2 separate regions of the Mus musculus genome follow, and region 2 is linked to region 1. Evidence: chromatin contacts called from public ChIA-PET data. All regions are on one chromosome and are shown on one strand. The core of a region is the stretch at or near the end of the contact, and the rest is flanking DNA. Distances in the headings are between cores, read along the strand shown. Region 1 overlaps Slc38a9 (solute carrier family 38, member 9). Region 2 overlaps Plpp1 (phospholipid phosphatase 1).

What was found. ChIA-PET counts read pairs in DNA pulled down with a chosen protein or histone mark.
Region 2: an SMC1A ChIA-PET map of the G1E-ER4 cell line shows a contact between it and region 1, with 8 read pairs. The contact joins two enhancer-like sites. A contact is called at or near these places in 1 of 15 datasets of contacts at CTCF or cohesin (the G1E-ER4 cell line), 17 of 484 Hi-C or Micro-C datasets (the G1E-ER4 cell line, bone marrow-derived macrophages, cerebral cortex and 7 more), 3 of 115 datasets of contacts at active chromatin or transcription factors (embryonic stem cells and fibro-adipogenic progenitors) and 1 of 9 other capture datasets (adipose tissue).

What each region holds. Positions count from the first base shown.
Region 1 is chr13:112,684,715-112,688,141 of GRCm38.p6, reverse strand. It overlaps Slc38a9 (solute carrier family 38, member 9), which reads right to left. Exons shown (of 15, transcript NM_178746.4): 3 at 1,944-2,076. Among named protein-coding and RNA genes, the nearest start is that of Gm52034, 13 kb to the right of the region's middle. Within about 2 kb of position 1,936, at least 5 of the 459 cell types and tissues checked have an H3K27ac peak or open chromatin away from gene starts, as enhancers often do. A contact at or near this core is called in the G1E-ER4 cell line, where this site is marked.
Region 2 is chr13:112,836,869-112,840,296 of GRCm38.p6, reverse strand. All of the region lies in intron 1 of Plpp1 (phospholipid phosphatase 1), which reads right to left. Among named protein-coding and RNA genes, the nearest start is that of Plpp1, 38 kb to the right of the region's middle. Within about 2 kb of position 1,541, at least 12 of the 459 cell types and tissues checked have an H3K27ac peak or open chromatin away from gene starts, as enhancers often do. A contact at or near this core is called in the G1E-ER4 cell line, where this site is marked.

The DNA of each region.
Region 1 (3,427 bases), core at 687-3,186:
CAATTCAAATCAAAACTCATAAGGAGCATGGTTCAATACGAGGTAGAAAAATTCTGGTTGTGATCTTACACTGTCCTAACACAAAATGGAAGAATAAACCTATTCCATGTACACCTCACCTAGTCCTGTGCTCTGTGTTGGCCTCTGGGTCTGGCTCGTGCCCGGAAAGATGTGGAGGATGGGGGTGGGAAGAGTGGCAGATGCTGAGGAGGCACGGGGACAGGCAAGATCACAGCGTGGCAGTGGCAGTGGCAGTGGTGTGGGGCAGCATCTCCCTCTGAACATTCTCATGACACACAGGCTCTTGCTGACAGGCAGCCGTGCTTCCCTGGCTCCGGCTAAGCCCTGCACAGTGCCTTTTTGCTAAGCCCTCAGTGACAATGACAAGGCTGCTCTGTAGGCAGGTGCGTTTAGTAGCAAGGACACAGGGGATGCTGGCAGGCAGCTTCCTCCCCTTTCCAGCTTAGAATAATAATAATAATAATAATAATAATAATAATAATAATAATAATAATAATAATAGCATTTCTTCCATAAATGAAGAGCCTTTACTCTATGAGCAGTGATTTATTGTTCTTCTCCAAAACACCCCGTTAGGGAAAGTGACTTGGGGGTTTTTAGAACATGAGTGTGGATGTTTATACAAATTCGTTACAAGTGGAGAGATCAATTAACCTTGGCAACTGGTTAGATGCACTAGTCGTCTCTCTCAGTGCCATCGTTATAACAGAGGGTTATGACTCAGTGTGCGGTGTTGGCTTTACTTCCAGGTAGTGCTGCCCATCCAGCTCCAGATGGTATCTCTGACGCCTGCTTCTAAAAGTACAGCCTCTGGGAGGCTGAATCAGCCTGGGATCTCAAGGCCCGAAGGATTTATATAATTCTATAATGCACTTCACCATCACTACGAATGTAAAGGGCCCGTGGGGCAGGTAAAAATAAAAAAAAAATTAAAACTACGAAAATTGATCCTCCGTATGGCATTTCATAAGTCTTTGCTTTCAATCTTAGAGCCCAGGTATGGTGGTTTGTGCTATAAACCAAGGAGATGAAGTAGGAAGCTCGGGTTTAAAGTCCCTCTCCATACACACAGAGTTGGAGGTCAGCTTGGACTTCATGAGATGCTGCCCAAATAAGCAGAGTCAAGGAGGTCTGCATGCTGACCTCACGCAGCCATTAAGGGGGTGACATCAGACAGCCATGGTCAGGTGGTACCCACTTCTCCTTGGTAGGCATCTAGTGAAGGGCAGAGCTGGTTCCTTTTGGATTCTCAGACCCATTTTAACCAGAGTTTTTAAGCTTTCAAATTTCTGAGTATCTCACATATGATCACCATTATAAGCAACAGATTACTTACATACTTTAAAATTCTAAAATATAAGACAGAATTTAGTCAATCATGACCCATAATGTAAACTAGGCCTTTATTGAATTTGTAGCCTTTTCCTAATAATTTCTTAAATGTTTATAAGACAAAACAATGAACTGTGATACTATGTGACCTGCAATACTAATCAGGAAACTATCAGGTATGTGTATGAACAAATTTGTTTCTTATTCCTATAGAAAATGTATATAAATAATTTTTCTTTGTAGCTTCAAATTTAGAAGTTAAATTTAGAGACTAGCCAGAACCTTATGTTTTTATCTAAGCTGCTATTTCAAAAGCAATTTGTCTTCCTCAGAGCTTTTGGTATCTGAGATAAGAAAAAAATTAAAGCTCCAAGCTATTGTCAAACAGATCGTTCCAAATGTCTCTACTCCAGGGCAGATAAGAATGAACAAGCCTGAAGCACCTATTAACTACTATTGCTTTGACTTTGCATGATGCTATCTTTGGACTCCTCCAGTGAAAAGTTCAACCCCTGGGAGTTGCCCTGGTTTTGGTGTTTACTGTTCATTACAACTGAACTCTAGACAAAAAGCAGAGCTTTGCTCCTTACCAGTGCCTTGTCTGCAGGAGTGGTGAGCCGGCTGTAGTAATGAATCCGCTTGTTCATAGCAGCAGCATGGTCACTAACCCTCTGAATGACATCATTCACATTGACAATGTTGGTAGGCTCTATATAGAAAGGCCTAAAGAAGGGAATATATACTTGACAAAAAACATTCAGGCAAGAATTCTGGAAGTCAGCCATTGTAGAGAATAATCTCCTGTCCTCCATGTGAAGCGGGCGGGCGCACCAAGGAAAGGCATGCGCTTCTCACTTTTGGTGGGAAAAGAAAACGTCACAGGAGAAGCATTATCCTACCCATAAAATACAGTTCTTGTCTCATGATACTTACTTTTACTTTAAACACTCTTGAAGCTTAAGGAAATTTACCAACAGAGGAGAGACAGCAGAAAACACTAGAGAAGTCATTAAAGAGAAATTTGCAAAGGAAAACAAAATGTATCAGCTGTGGGTCTCCAACGATTTAAGTGAGAGAGAAACTGCTTTGATTAGTTTTTTAAAATACTCTGGCACTGAATCAGAGAAATTATAGACCGAATGTCCTTTTACTGAAGAGGGCACTCCACTCCTTCCTCTATAGGCCAAAGTCATTTCCTTTGACAAACATCATGTCCTAAGGACCAGTGACCTCAACCTCTCTCTTTGTGTGGGGATCCAAACTGGGTCAAATGGAACATGGCAGCACCGGAGAGCTTTGCCTCATGGACTTTCCTTGGATCCTGGTAACGTACTCTAATGTCCTAATATTTATGTTCGTGTCCTTCCTCACTATGTCCTGATGAACTGCAGACTCTAGCTTTCAACCATCATCTCCAGTCAGCCCTTCAGCGCCATCTGAACCTCCCTCAGGTGTTTTCTAACTTTCCCAGAACGAGCACTCCAAAATGGAGAGACAAGGGAGAATCGCATGGCTCCGCCAAGTCTCAGCCTCTTAGAAGCAGGAAACAGCGCTGTGCCCCAAACTGTGGCTGTTACTCTTACACATTGGTAAAAACAATGGGAAAACAAAAGAAAACAAACCCCCAAGAAAGTTTCATTTCTGCTACTTTTCTAACAAACTCTGATACCTAAGAAACGGTAGTTGAGTTTAGCCTTCTAACTGACATACAGAACATTTGAGTCACTTGCTATTTATTCTCCATGACAACATTCAAATATAGTAGGTATCAACTAGTCAATTTCATGAATAGTAACAAGAGCATTTATAAAAGTAAAGCCATGGGCAGAGAGATCAACATAGCATATCAAACATACTGGCAAATGCATTAAGTGCTATTAATAAATTATAAGGGGGATATAGTAAAAATGAGTGGGCCAGAGGCTAAACAATCACTACATATATATTTGGCAGCCTAATATAACCACCAATCTCTCAAAAGTGTTACGATATGATGTATTATTTCTACTTCTACCATGATAGTGATTCTTAAAGGTGATGAACAAATATTGATATCTGAGGGCTAGGGCGATGG
Region 2 (3,428 bases), core at 292-2,791, 150 kb before region 1:
GAGAGAAGGAGAAAACCTTCACCACAGATGCTTCTACACACAACCTCTTGCCTTACTGCTCAGATATCCAAAAGGGTTTTTTGTTTGTTCTTTTTTTAGATTTATTTATTTATTATATGTAAGTACACTGTAGCTGTCCTCAGACACTCCAGAAGAGGGAGTCAGATCTCATTACGGATGGTTATGAACCACCATGCGGTTGCTGGGATTTGAACTCCTGACCTTCGGAAGAGCAGTCGGGTGCTCTTACCCACTGAGCCATCTCGCCAGCCCCCAAAAGGGTTTTAATGTATTACAAGTCTATTGTATAGCATTTGAACAGTAATGGCTTCTCTCAATTAAGTGCACTAAATATCCCACAAACTTTTTTTTTTCTTTCCAATTTTTGAGACAGTCTGGCTTTAAATTCACAGAAATCTACCTGTCTCTGCCTGTTGATTGCTGAAATTAAAGGCAGGTGCCACCATGCTTGGCTACACTTTTTTTTTTTTTTTTTTTTTTTTTTTTTAGATAAATGGCACAATATTATGGTCCTCTGGGGCAGGGGTTCAAATGTAAAAACATAAAACTATTGTTAAAAACTGAATTCCTAAATACCACCATGTTTTTCAAATAATAAGTTTTAAGAAATAAAGGTATGTCCAGTTACTAAGCTGTCAACTACTCCTCTTTCATAAGACCTGTAAGGTCCAGGGGCTATAGTTTAGAGGTAGAATGTTTGCCTAAGCAGCATGGAGCCTTTAACATAGGGTACACCAGGGCAATAAAAGAACCAATAGCTTGCAATGGAAATGAATATTATGGAAAGTCACTACCTAGGGCCAGTGAGATGGCCAAGTGGGTAAAGGCAGATGCTGCCAAGCCTGAAGCCTGCTCAAGCCCTGACCCAAGGTGAGAACCCACTCTCCCAAGTTGACCCCTGACCTCCGTGTGTATCTTAGCATATGCACACAGCACACGACGTAAATGTAATTTTAATTTTTATTAGCTAACACATCATGCAAAACTCTAAAACATATATTTGACATCTTATCAGGTAACCTTATCCCTAGAAATGAATAATACTGAAGATAATATTTTATAAAAATGCATATTATGTATCATTATGTATTATGTAACAAAACAACACTGATACTTTATCAAACTATCAACAAATTGAAAAATATATTTTAAGCCAGGTTTGCTGGCACACGCCTTTAATTCCAGCACTCAAGAGGCTGAGACAGGCAGATCTCCGTGAGTTTGAGGCCAGCCTGCTCTACACAATGACAGGACAGCTTGAGCTACACACACACACACACACACACACACACACACACACACACACATTTTGTGTGTGTATCTATTTGTGGGTAGTATGGTAGGGATAGTACCCAGGACTTTCCATGAGCCAGGCAGGTACCCTACCAGGTTTTAAGCCTCACTTAATTTTTTATAGCACATTTAAGTTAATTAAAAACTGAACAGAGAGTAAATGCTCCCATGCACACCCTCTCTTATCATCACCCGTCCTGGTTCTCTTATCACCACCTTACACTGGTGCAGCACATCTGCTATAACTGAAGAAGCAGTGTTAGTTAATACGCCAGGAGTAAATAAAGCCCAGGCCTCTTCCCTTTAGGGCTTGTTCTTCATGCTATGGTTCTCTGTGCACTGACCCATCATGGGGCCATGCGCCCCCGTCATAGTATCATACAGTATCATACTACTGTCCTGAAACCCTCTGCTGTAGGTGTTCCTTACATCCTTGCTCATCCCACCTATCTTTGTAATAGCTCTATAGGCTTGCATTTCCATATCATATCATATCATATCATATCATATCATATCATATCATACTTGATCCATAAAATACACAGCCTTTTCAGACTGGTTTCCTGTTCTTAGCAATATGCACGGAGGGTTCTTTCATGCATGGGTTTTCATGGCTGGATGACATATTTCCTTGGATTCTGTTGCTTTGTTCTTGCAACCCAGAGGACACAACCCAGGGCCTTGCCCAGGCCCACAGCTAGCACTGAGCTATATAACTTGTTTCTAATGTCACCAGATATGAATATTTCATGCATGGCATTTGTTAATACCACAGTTCATTTTCCCATTCAGCTACTTAAAAACTGTGCTATCTTGTTTGTTTTAAGTTTGGACAATTATGAATAAAAGTACTATAGACATGAGTGTATGGCTTGCTTTGTTTTATTTCTATGTGAACAGAAGTTTTCCATCATCTGGGTCAATACTAGGGCACAACTGCTTTATCCTACAGTCAGACTACATTAACTTCATAAGAAATTGCAGAAGTGTCTCGGGTGCGGCTGGCATTATGGGTCTTGACTTCTCACTAATCTGCAGTGCACGGTAGACCGCAGTTTGAGTTGGCACAGAGCCTCCTTTCACAACTCATTTACCATATGCCTACCTTCTCTAGTCGGGGCTTTCTCTTCAGACCTCCAGTCCACTTTCATTGGGGTGTCTTCTCTGTACCCTTCACTTTTTAGCCCCGCCCCCACCCTCCAGCTATGCAGCTCAGGCTGGCCTTGAACTGAAGGTCTTCCTGCTTTCGCCTCCCAAGCTCAGGACTACAGGCTAAAGGCTACACAGAGCTTGGGTCGTTTTAAAGTTCTAGGTATAGCTTTAATTGTGGTCCTTCATCGGGTTGGGAGAAGGCATTCTGAAACACCTACCTGCGCCATCCATCACTGTCTGAATAGTGGCTCTCACAGAGGAGAACTTTTTAATTTGAATGCAACCCAGTTTGCCAATAATCTGCTTGTGGCTCTACCTAAACCTGCCTTGCTGTGTACCCAAGGGCAGATTTATTTTTAATGACCAAAAACTTTTACCTCAGCAGTCAGCTGCAGATATGAGAACCTGTCTTTAAAAATAACATTATTTTTAAGGCAAATATCACAAATTCAACCACTTTCCTAGGACTTAAATTAAAAAATAAAAAGGTAAAGTTCACAGCTTCCTCAGCTATAGTTTTCAAAATAACATTAACACAAATTAATGAATATTAATGAATTTGCCTTCACTTCACATTTTTCTACAGTGAAACTATAAAGACTAGAATCTTCCGTTGTCCTAGATAGCTTTAACTGTCAACTTGGCACAGCAAAGAGACATCTGAGAAGGGAGTCTCAATTGAGGGACTGGCCTGTGAGCATGTCTGTAGGGGATTGGTGGAAGAGGACCTAGCCCTGGTAGGCAGTATCATTCATTCCCTTCAGGCTACCCTGCATCCTGAGCTGTGTAAAAAGCTAAGCACAGGTGTCTGAGGCGGCCAGCACATAGTGTCTCTCTGTGCTTTCTGGGTTAAGACTTGCTACAGTTCCACCCTGACTCCCCGCAGTGATTCACTGTGACCTGGAAATTCGAGCCAACTAAACCCTTCTCTAAGGTGCTTTTGGTCTGTGTTTTATCTCAGC